Regions from separate parts of the Mus musculus genome. Here region 2 is linked to region 1. The links are chromatin contacts, called in public HiChIP or PLAC-seq maps. All regions are on one chromosome and are shown on one strand. The core of a region is the stretch at or near the end of the contact, and the rest is flanking DNA. Distances in the headings are between cores, read along the strand shown.

What was found. HiChIP or PLAC-seq counts read pairs in DNA pulled down with a chosen protein or histone mark.
Region 2: a contact with region 1 is called in an H3K4me3 HiChIP or PLAC-seq map of embryonic stem cells, with 47 read pairs. The contact joins the promoter of Dclk2 here to the enhancer-like site in region 1. A contact is called at or near these places in 4 of 39 promoter capture datasets (the 3T3-L1 cell line, embryonic stem cells, hippocampal neurons and 1 more), 1 of 15 datasets of contacts at CTCF or cohesin (the NIH/3T3 cell line), 15 of 484 Hi-C or Micro-C datasets (the MC38 cell line, the N1E-115 cell line, Th1 cells and 8 more), 18 of 115 datasets of contacts at active chromatin or transcription factors (double positive thymocytes, embryonic basal ganglia, embryonic fibroblasts and 10 more) and 7 of 9 other capture datasets (adipose tissue, embryonic stem cells, embryonic tail and 4 more).

The regions. Positions count from the first base shown.
Region 1 is chr3:86,860,187-86,865,029 of GRCm38.p6, reverse strand. All of the region lies in intron 2 of Dclk2 (doublecortin-like kinase 2), which reads left to right. Among named protein-coding and RNA genes, the nearest start is that of Gm46810, 32 kb to the right of the region's middle. Within about 2 kb of position 1,884, at least 60 of the 459 cell types and tissues checked have an H3K27ac peak or open chromatin away from gene starts, as enhancers often do. A contact at or near this core is called in the N1E-115 cell line, cerebral cortex, cortical neurons and 2 more, where this site is marked.
Region 2 is chr3:86,918,611-86,923,686 of GRCm38.p6, reverse strand. It overlaps Dclk2 (doublecortin-like kinase 2), which reads left to right and starts at 2,803. Exons shown (of 16, transcript NM_027539.5): 1 at 2,803-3,937. The coding sequence starts at 3,517.

The DNA.
Region 1 (4,843 bases), core at 635-3,134:
AGACGCACCAGCACAGAGCCATAGCGGCCAGTCACCTTGCATGGAACAGTGTGGGGCTTGCCAATCTTGTTCCCCCAGTAGCCTCTCCGCACAGGGACGATGGAAAGCTTGGCCAAGATGATGGCCCCCCAGATGACAGTGGCAACCTCCTTGGAGCACTTAACACCAAGACCAACGTGACCATTATAGTCCCCAATAGCGACGAAAGCCTTGAACCTGGTCCGCTGGCCAGCCGGAGTCTGCTTCTGCACTGGCATGATTTTCAGAACCTAACCCTTTAGGGACGCACCCAGGAAGAAGTCAATGATCTCAGACTTCTTAATAGGCAGGGAGAACAGGTAGATCTCCTCCAAGGACTTGATCTTCATGTCCTTAACCAGGCGGCCCAGCTTGGTGACGGGGATCCACTCACTCCTTGTCTTCAGCTTTACCTCCACAAGCCCCGCGGCCTCTACCGCGGCCCCTAAGACCGCTGCCGAATTCTCCGCGGAATCTGCCGCGGCCTCCTAATCCTGGGCCCCTGGGTCCTCCGGGCCCTCCCACTCCACCATTTGGTGTTTTCCCGAAGAAGAAGCTTATATAGGATTTCTTGGGGGAGGAGTTTTCCAGGGTGGAGATTTCTGGGATGGAAATTGGTGAAATTTCAAGCCAAGCCCAGGGATTGGTGGGATTTCATGCTTAGTGACTGATGGGGCTTTGATAGGTTTTTCAAACCTAGTAGTGGGCTCAGACCTTTGACCCTACACACACCCTTTGAGACCAGAAGTGTTTATATTGCAGATATTTTTTTTTTGTATTTTGAATATTTGCTTAAAATGAGATATTTTGGGGTGGGGAATAAGCCTAGTCTGACTGACTTCATACATACTATATATACATAGCCTGAAACTCTATGCATTGTACTTTAGCAGAGATGTTAAATAACTATTTGTTGATAGAATTACTAAAGCGTTGGAATGAGTTCTGTTGAAAGGGAGTTAAGAAAAGTTTCACCAATAAAGTGGTATGCCAGGACTATCTTGAAGAGTGTGTTAAATTGTATGATTGTGTAGACATATCATAAGCAAAACAATAACTAGATCAGGCGCATAAAGCAGGGAGGCTGCATGGTGGTTTAGGAGAGTGATGGGAGCACAGCATGTGGGAGCACCTGTTGGAGCACAGCATGGTGGGAGCATAGCATGTGGGAGCACAGCATGTGGGAGCACCTGTTGGAGCACAGCATGGTGGGAGCACAGCATGTAGGAGCACCTGTTGGAGCACAGCATGGTGGGAGCACAGCATGTGGGAGCACCTGTGGGAACATGTGGGTTAAAATGGGGTCCCATGTCTGGCCCAGGGCTTGGGCCTCTAGGCGAGGCAGGCACGGGAAAGTTTGGTTGTGCACCCCACACTGCTGCTGGGCAGGTGTCAGACTGTGAGAAGCTGCGGTACACTTCCCCTCCCCCACCCCTCCCCTGCTCCGGGGGTGGGAAAGGGCAGTCTGAGGTCCCTGGGGAAGAGGGCAGGGAGGAGAGATGTTAACATGGGGAGGAGAGTCCTTTGCTTGCTCGGGCAGGTGGATTGGTGGAAGCCGTGCCTGGGAACGCAGGGGAGCCTTTAGAGGGAAACCTGCTCCATTGCTCCAGCACAGCGGATCCCCATGAGAAGAGGTAGTCCATGGTTTTAAGGCGTTTATTGTAGAAAGGCAGAGAGAGGGAGAGAGTAGGGAAGTAGAGGCTGGCCATGGCCACGTGGAGAGAGGGGAGACAGAATGCAGAGAGAGGGGGAGAAATAGGGCAAGAGAGAAGCAAGCGGGAAGGCAGGAGTAAGAGGAGGAGGAGGGGGCAAGCAGCCCCTTTTATAGTGGGCCAGGCCTGTCTGGCTGTTGCCAGGCAACTGGGTAGGAGCATACCTGGCTGTTGCCAGGCAACTGTGGGGGTGGAGTCCAGACAGAATACAGCAGGCAGCTTGGGGTGTTGCCCTGCTTGCCTGATGGCCACAGAATTATGGAGCTGGGGCCTCGTGTCTGGGTGCATGGCAAACTTCCTTCTGTCCCTTGAAGAGTTATCTGCTGGGTCTCCAGGGTTTAAACCTAGCTCAACCAGAAAACAGGCTGCCCATCATGGACCCACAGGAACACAGCCTGATGGGGAACATGAACGAGATTAGAGCCAGGATCTGAAGACATTGAGTACCATGTGAGCAGTGAGATATTAACTAAATAAGCAGGGCTGTGCCACTGAGGCAGCCTGCCCTCCACAGGGACTGCTCTTTACATCCTCTGTACCATCTGGGGTAAATATGCCAGGTTTCCCAGGTGAGTTGTGGAGCTGCAGAGAGCAGCTTCTCCTCTGTCAGTTTCTCCTCCACCCCAGCTCAGCCTCCAGGCACCTCGCACTCCACTCACGTACTGTAAGGCATATTTGTCTGTGGCACTTCTTCCTCCCGTGTATCCCTAGGGGTCATCTCCTACTCTTAAGATACTTCTCACTGCTCACTCACCTTGGAACCTGTCACAGGCACCTCACTTAGAAGGCATGGCCGCTGGCAAGACACACTTCTGCATGTGTGCCCCGGTGTGTGCGAGCTGTGACGAGATGGAGTGTCATGTGCACTCCTGCGCAGAGCTTTTGTGGTGTGCAGTGATGCAGTAGAATTCTTCACTGGGGAAAAGGAGCCTTCCCCAGCTTACATAAAAGTGCACTGAATGGGTCATGAGAGGTCCCAAGGACACCAGTAAACTTGTGTCTCGTCAGAGGTCAATTAAATACCCCAAATGGGGAGGTTAAATAACTTACTCTGGTTCTACGGGAGTATTTGTTATGTTATATGGCCGAGGGCGTGGGAGTATTAAAGACCTAATAAGTGAGTTGTGTTTCAGAGAAAGTTGGGACAGAGCCAAAAATGGTGTCCTTTCTGTGATCTGTTAAAAACTCCAGCTAGGCAGTTTGTTCCCATTAGACCTGTTCTGAAAGAAGGAAAAAGAAGGGTCCCACATACCCCAGGGTATTAGGAACATTTGTGTTATTTGGTCATACATAACAAGAACCTAAGAAATATGAGTCAAGGCTAGGTGTAGTGGAAAATACATAGGATCCCAACACTTAGAAAGCAGAGGCAGAATTGTCAATTCAAAGCCCACAGTACATTACAAAGTGATGTTCTTTAAAACAACCAAAGCAGAAAACACCTTTTATTACCTTCAGTTTGTTAGTGAGATAATTGTTAGAAGCAACTGTGACTTAGTGGAGAGTCCTGACTACAAAATCAGCACCCCCACTCTCCATTAATCTATTCTGTACTGTGACTTCAAAAAAATTAGTCAATCTTGTGTGTGTGTGTGTGTGTGTGTGTGTGTGTGTTGTATATCACTGAGATAGTTCAAACAATTTGCAGTAAAAGCAGATAAGAGGAACAAAATGGCTTTGTTAAAACATCCGATTACTTTGAGCTTTATGGAGATTGCATCTAGATAAAAAAAATCAGGCAGTTGGTGTGTGGAAAACTTAGTTTAAATACAAGTAGGAGGTTTCCCTTTTGTGGTGTAAATCAGCCCAGAATTGCATTGATGTAGGCTATCTGTTAACCCATAGGGGTCTTGTAAAACAGGAATAAATGTGCTTTCTATTTGCAGTTCCAGCTAGCCTCTATAAATTAGAAAAATAAATGAGTTCTGGTGAATCTGCAGCCCGTGGAGCTACTCCATAGGTGTTCCCTGCAGAGCCAGCTGTAAGTCTGTGCTCCTTGCTCAGGGGTAATAGATCTAGGATGTACATTACAAAGGAACAAAATAGATTTTTTTTTGGTTCCCAGAGGCCTAACATGGTTCCCACTTCTTTAGATTATACCAGATAATTTATAAGACATGAAACTGATAAAAGATGGCATGACACTCTATAACTCAATAGAGTAACTCGCAAAAGTTTTCTGGAATCAGTTTGGCTTTCAGATATATGAACAGTTTGTGAGGGAAGGAAGGAAGGAAGCCAGATCATACACACTTACAAGTTTGCACAGATGCACACACTGTCCAGGGATGTGTTTCCATTCGTGTTTGGAAGGGGCTGGGAGAGTGGGGGGTGAGAGGTTGAAATTTGTGAAACTGTTGTTTTTTTAGAGTTGATTTCCAGAGCTCCTAAATGAAAAGGGGGAATAATATGACCTGCAAGATGCTTGCTTGTGGCTTCTTTTCGGGGCGGATGAGAGGCACTATTGATCTCTGACAGTCCGGAGTCTTCTTGCCAGGTGCTCAAGAGTCTGTGACTTTCCTTCCCAGGCCTGATCGGGTTTGATCAGTCATGTACATATTGACATGCGTGACTTCCTACATGTCTTCATCTTCTATTACTGTCTTTTTTTTTTTTTTTTGGTTATTTATAACACTACAGTCATTGAATTATTTGGGCTCAGGTGACACGGTTACTACCATCTAGCTTAGATTGTACTTGGTTTTCTCTTTTATTCTAGAGTTGGGCAACACTGCGCTCCATAGAGCAGGATTGCAGAGTTAGCGTTCCAGTGAGCCCAGCAGAGGAGGCTGGGCTTATACAAATAGACTGAGGGGAGCAAAAACAAAAAGTGAGCGGAGCGGTCATTTCCAGGTTACTCTGCTCATCGGGTAGGGATAGGGAGAAAGACAACTGGAAAAGAATGTGTCAGTTAACATCAGGTTACTTAAGAAAAAAGGTGAAGGCACAGGAAACTTCATTGTCATGTCTGTAGAAATAGGCCTGTTGGGAAGTTTGGCTGTTGTCTCTCTCTAACCTGATTTCCTTGGGGTTTAGACCTAAGTTTCAGCTAGAATATGAGACTGCAGCACAAGGGACTTTATTTCAAATTTTGGACCCAGTCCAAAAACAGT
Region 2 (5,076 bases), core at 1,554-4,053, 58 kb before region 1:
CCACCTCCTATCTCATCACAAAGAGCAAACTGCACATTGCCTTTGGAAAATGTTGAGTCTACAGAAAAATCCCTGAATACTGTAGTACTTTTCCACGGACTTTCACGTTTGATATTACTAACAATTGCGGAAAAAGCACAGCTATATTTATATAAATGTATATGTTACATGCTGCAAGCATCGGGTATGAAAAGGACAGCAAGTTCTCCTTGAGGAAGCAACAAATTAGAAAAACACCTCTCCTAGCTCTGTTCCAATCGGGATGCTGGCTACATGGTAGCACTGAGAGTCTCTTTTTGAACTCTATGTCCTTTCCTATTAAAATTTAATGGGGAACACTGGGATTTATAATCATTAAAGCTTATGAAATAAAAAAAATGTGCTTCGTTTCAAAAAGCTCAAGTCTACAGTTCTCAGGGCCCCCCACTAGAAACTGTTACCTCATTGTTCTAACTTCTGGGAGAAGAAGCACTTGGTGCACAGTGAACAGAAACGAAGACATGAGACAGCAGATTGCCAAAGTGCTTGCAGCCTAAAAGGTCCGTAGGCATCTTTTATGTAATAAGTAATGGAATGGCTGGAAAACTGCCTTGAAGATCGAAGCTCAGGGCCAAAAAATTGAAGACATGTCAAGGCCTTTGAGAAAAAGAGTAACAAAGTAAAACCGGGAAATAGTCAAGACAAGTTTTTTGTTTGTTTGTTTTTAAATATAAAACCACTTAGTGGAGAATTTAATGAAGTTTTATTTAAACAGATTATACCACTTGAAGGTTTGCATTCTCTTCCCTGGGCAGTGTAGACTGGGGAGAGGTACTAAGCAGAGTGCCGAAGTCTGGTCTCAAAAGCATTGCCAGCCTGGGTGGCCTGAGGGAAGAGTGTGGGATGCAAACACCAGCCCTTTATTTCTCTGTCATGTTGAGCTTTCTACAAGAAGCGTTTACCAGATCCTTGCTGCAGATTGCCAGTGAAGTTTTTATACTTACTGGATAGTCTACGACTATTTAAAAAAATGTGTAATCAGAGCAGAAAGGGGTTATTTTTGTTTTGTTTTTGTTTTGTTTTTTCGAGACAGGGTTTCTCTGTATAGCCCTGGCTGTCCTGGAGCTCACTTTGTAGACCAGGCTGGCCTCGAACTCAGAAATCCGCCTGCCTCTGCCTCCCGAGTGCTGGGATTAAAGGCGTGTGCCACCACGCCCGGCTGAAAGGGGTTATTTTAATGTGTGAACGAGGGAATGTTTTGAGATTTAATTCCTTCTTGAATTGCCAATAGATGAGAAATGAAGTATTTTCCCCCGATTTTTTATTCAAGTAAATGTTAGGGTTAAGGGGAGTTATAGAACGGTAATTCACAGCCGAGAGAGAGAGAGGTCAAGGTTGGCTTCCAGAAGGTGACTTATTTGCCTGTGGCCATCCTGTCTTCATAAAGCCACCTTAAACTAGATCTCAGTCCAGGAGAGACCCAAACAGTCTCCAGACAGGTGAACAGCTAGCAGGTCAGACAGGGTTTCTGAGATGCAGGGAATATCCCAGCGAGGGAAATACATGCCAGTTCTAAACATCTCACTGTAGACATTCTGCACTTGCACGAAAGAGGAAAACGTGTTACGGTTCTATAAACTTTAAACCATAAAGCAACCCAGATTAATTAGTAGTTGCCTCCTTGAAGCCTGCCTTCTCCCAGTTCATTTGCATTAGAAATAGAATTCAGGAACAATTTTTTTCCTCACAAAAGTTTTTAGATTTATTTACTGTGTTGTCTTGGCATGGCATGCATGCAGGGGTCAGAGGATAAACTACAGGAGTCTATGCTTCCCTTCCACCACGTGGGATCTGGCGATGATTGGCAGTTCTATGAGTCACCTGACCTACTGAGTCATCTTGGATGCCCATGGAACTTTTTTTTTTTTTGCCCCTCTATCTCCATCCGTTCTCATGTTTTGGCCAACTAGGTCTATGAGGAAGGATTTGCTTCACGGTGCTCATGGTTGTGTTTCTACCCACTCCTATTTTATGCTGTTCCAGTCGATCACAAGCAAAGCGTTTTTTGTCGCCCTACCTTCAAGGACAGTTTGGAGCTGTTTAGGGCTGCTGAAGAACCGGGTGCCGAATCATTAATTTCATGTGTCAGGTTGGGGCCAAATGCCTTTGAGCTTCATCACCAAAGTGAAATAACGGACGTTTCAAAAATTTCTTGAAACATGTCTATTGTGGGCCAGATATCCACTTAAGAAGAGGTTTTCTTGCATGATGGGTGTTTGTCAGTCCACTTCTGTGAGCAGCTCAGAATGAACACGTGAGCGCGGGTAAATTCACAGAGGTTCTGTTCTCTGCTCGCGCATCCCCAGTGATGGGATTAATGCCCGGCAAATGGCAAGCTCTCCACAAATACTTGATTCAATGAAACCAATAACTTGTAGTCATGTATTCATTCAAAGTTACTGGAACTACTGTGTTATCGAATCTGCAGTAGAAAGTGTGAAGGATTTTTTTTTTCTGCCTAAAGGATTTTTTATTTAAACAATAAATCAGACGTTTATAAAAAACTAATATTGCATCCAAACCTAGTGCTATGTTTTGTATTTCTGCTCTAGGTTGGCCTCGGTTTTTCCCCAGGAGGCAGGATAAGGATGTGCTTGCTGCCCTTGAGTCTCCTTCCTTTGTAGGCTTTTTTTTTTTTTCTTTTGCCTAGCGCGGTTGCGCTAGCCCCCGCGCTTGTGGAGCGCGCAGCGCGGTCACGCCCGGGAGCGCGCAGCTCCGGTAGCCCGGCGGGCGGGCGGGGCCTCCTTGGACCGTAGAGCCGCTCCTCGCGCGGCGCCGCCCTCTTCCTCACCATCTCCCTCTCGGTGTGGTTTGTGGTGTCCCTGAAGGGACAGAGGGTGTCCTCCGGGGTCCAGGCCCTGACAGGCGGCCGAGAGCGCGGATGCCCGTGGGCGTGCGTGCGTGGGAGGCGGCTGCACTCTTCCCGCAGGGGCCCAGCGCCTCTAGAGGATCCCCGGCCAGGGACGCGCACCGGCCGTGGACTGGGCCTGGGCGCGCGCGACGCGGCGGCGGGAACCCGGGACCCCAGGCCGCGCCGGGCAGCCCCGAGGCGCCTCGCCCACGCTCGCGCCCCTCCCCCCTCCGCTTCCTTCCTCCACTCAGCGCGCCCGAGAGCGCAGGCCGGATGCGAACCCGGGCCAGCCTAGGGTCGTTCAACTTGGCGGCTCCCGGCCTGCTGCCCGCGCGCTACTTGTGAGGCGTGGCCCGGCGAAGGAGGCGCTTGGGGGGCGTGGGGCTCCTCAGCTGGCGGCGGCGACCGAGGGCGCGCGGGACAATGAGCTGGGCTGCTGCGCGCTGCGGCCGCCTTTAGCTGGCTGAGCGGCTCCACCTGCGAGCATGGCCCGAATGCCCGCGCCAGGTGTCCCGCTGCTTTAAGACGGGACGGAGCGCCTAGATCGCGGCGCGCTGCGGCCGGGGCGGTTGGGACGTCCTTTTATTAATTAATTAATTTGTGGAGAGCTCTCCCGAGCAGCCGCGATGGCCAGCACAAGGAGCATTGAGCTGGAACATTTTGAAGAACGGGACAAAAGGCCGCGGCCAGGGTCACGGAGAGGGGCTCCCAGCTCCTCCGGGGGCAGCAGCATCTCTGGCCCCAAGGGCAACGGGCTCATCCCCAGCCCGGCGCACAGTGCTCACTGCAGCTTCTACCGCACGCGGACCTTGCAGGCCCTCAGCTCGGAGAAGAAGGCCAAGAAGGCGCGGTTCTACCGGAATGGGGACCGCTATTTCAAAGGCCTGGTCTTTGCCATCTCCAACGACCGTTTCCGTTCCTTCGATGCGCTCCTCATAGAGCTCACCCGCTCACTGTCTGACAATGTGAACCTGCCCCAGGGCGTCCGCACCATCTACACCATAGACGGCAGCCGGAAGGTCACCAGCCTGGACGAGCTGCTGGAAGGTAAATAGGAGGGGCGGGCGCGGCGCGGCAGGTGCGGCCCCGTGCACAGCGGCAGGTGCAGTGGCTGCGGCCAGCGCGCTTCCCCGCCCTGCGCTGGGGCAGCCTGCCGGGCGCTTGCTTTCTAGGCAGCCACGGGAACTGTCTGCTCCTCGGTCGTTTGTGTTGGGTTGGGGTGCACCCATTATCTCCTTCCCAAGAGATTGGCCTTCTAAAAACGGAAGAAAATTCTAATGATCAGAGACAAATACAAACAATGATGGCTGTAAAATTAGCCAACTTATTTTTGCTGGAAGGGCAAACTGTTTGAAAGCGTGTTTCTCCAGTGAGGCGCTGGGTAACCTTTGGTAGAGGCCAGTGCAGTACCTGTGCTGTTCCTGTGTTTGGGATCCCATTGTACCTTCTGTGCACAGCTAGCTCGTTCTGACTCGTTCTAGGTTGGCTTTTCTGGTTTCATGTGTGGCACAAGGCACTGGAGATCAAGAGAGGCAAGCCAGCACAGAAAAAGTCTCACTCAGCCTGTCTTCACTTTGGACCGTGCTGGGCACTTTTTAAAATATCGGACCCGGCCCCACCCCTTAGATATTCTGATGTGCTTGGTTTAGGGTATGACTTGGGCGTTTAGAGTTTTGAAAGTTCCTCAGATGATTTCAGTGTAGCCAAAATGGAAAGCCACCTTGTTTAAAGGATTTTCCACATTTGGTTGGCAACGAGGTGAATCAAGGTGAGTCTCTCTGTCTTCTCCATGAAGAGAGTAACAGTAAGAATGGTAGGGTCTTGGGACCCAGCAGCAAAGGCCTGTTAGAAATTAGGAATCCTGGCACACCAACCATGCATCAATCAGAGGGACTTCGTGCCAATAGGTTTGGTCATTCTAGAGTTCTTGCAGTATTTTTCATTTTTGCTTTTAGTAAGGAAAGGGTGGCTGGTAGTTAAAGAACCCAATTTTTAGTTCCAAACACCCCAAAAGATCAGGCAGATATCTCAGTGTGTACTGAGGGAGTGTTTACATATAATTAGCTCTCAGGCATCGTTCTTAATGCAGATAGTACATTCCGTGTAGCCATAGCCACATGAGCTTGTCAGAGGTGGAAACTGATCCCCGAACTAAGCTGCTTTCTTATTTCAGCATGAGCTTATGT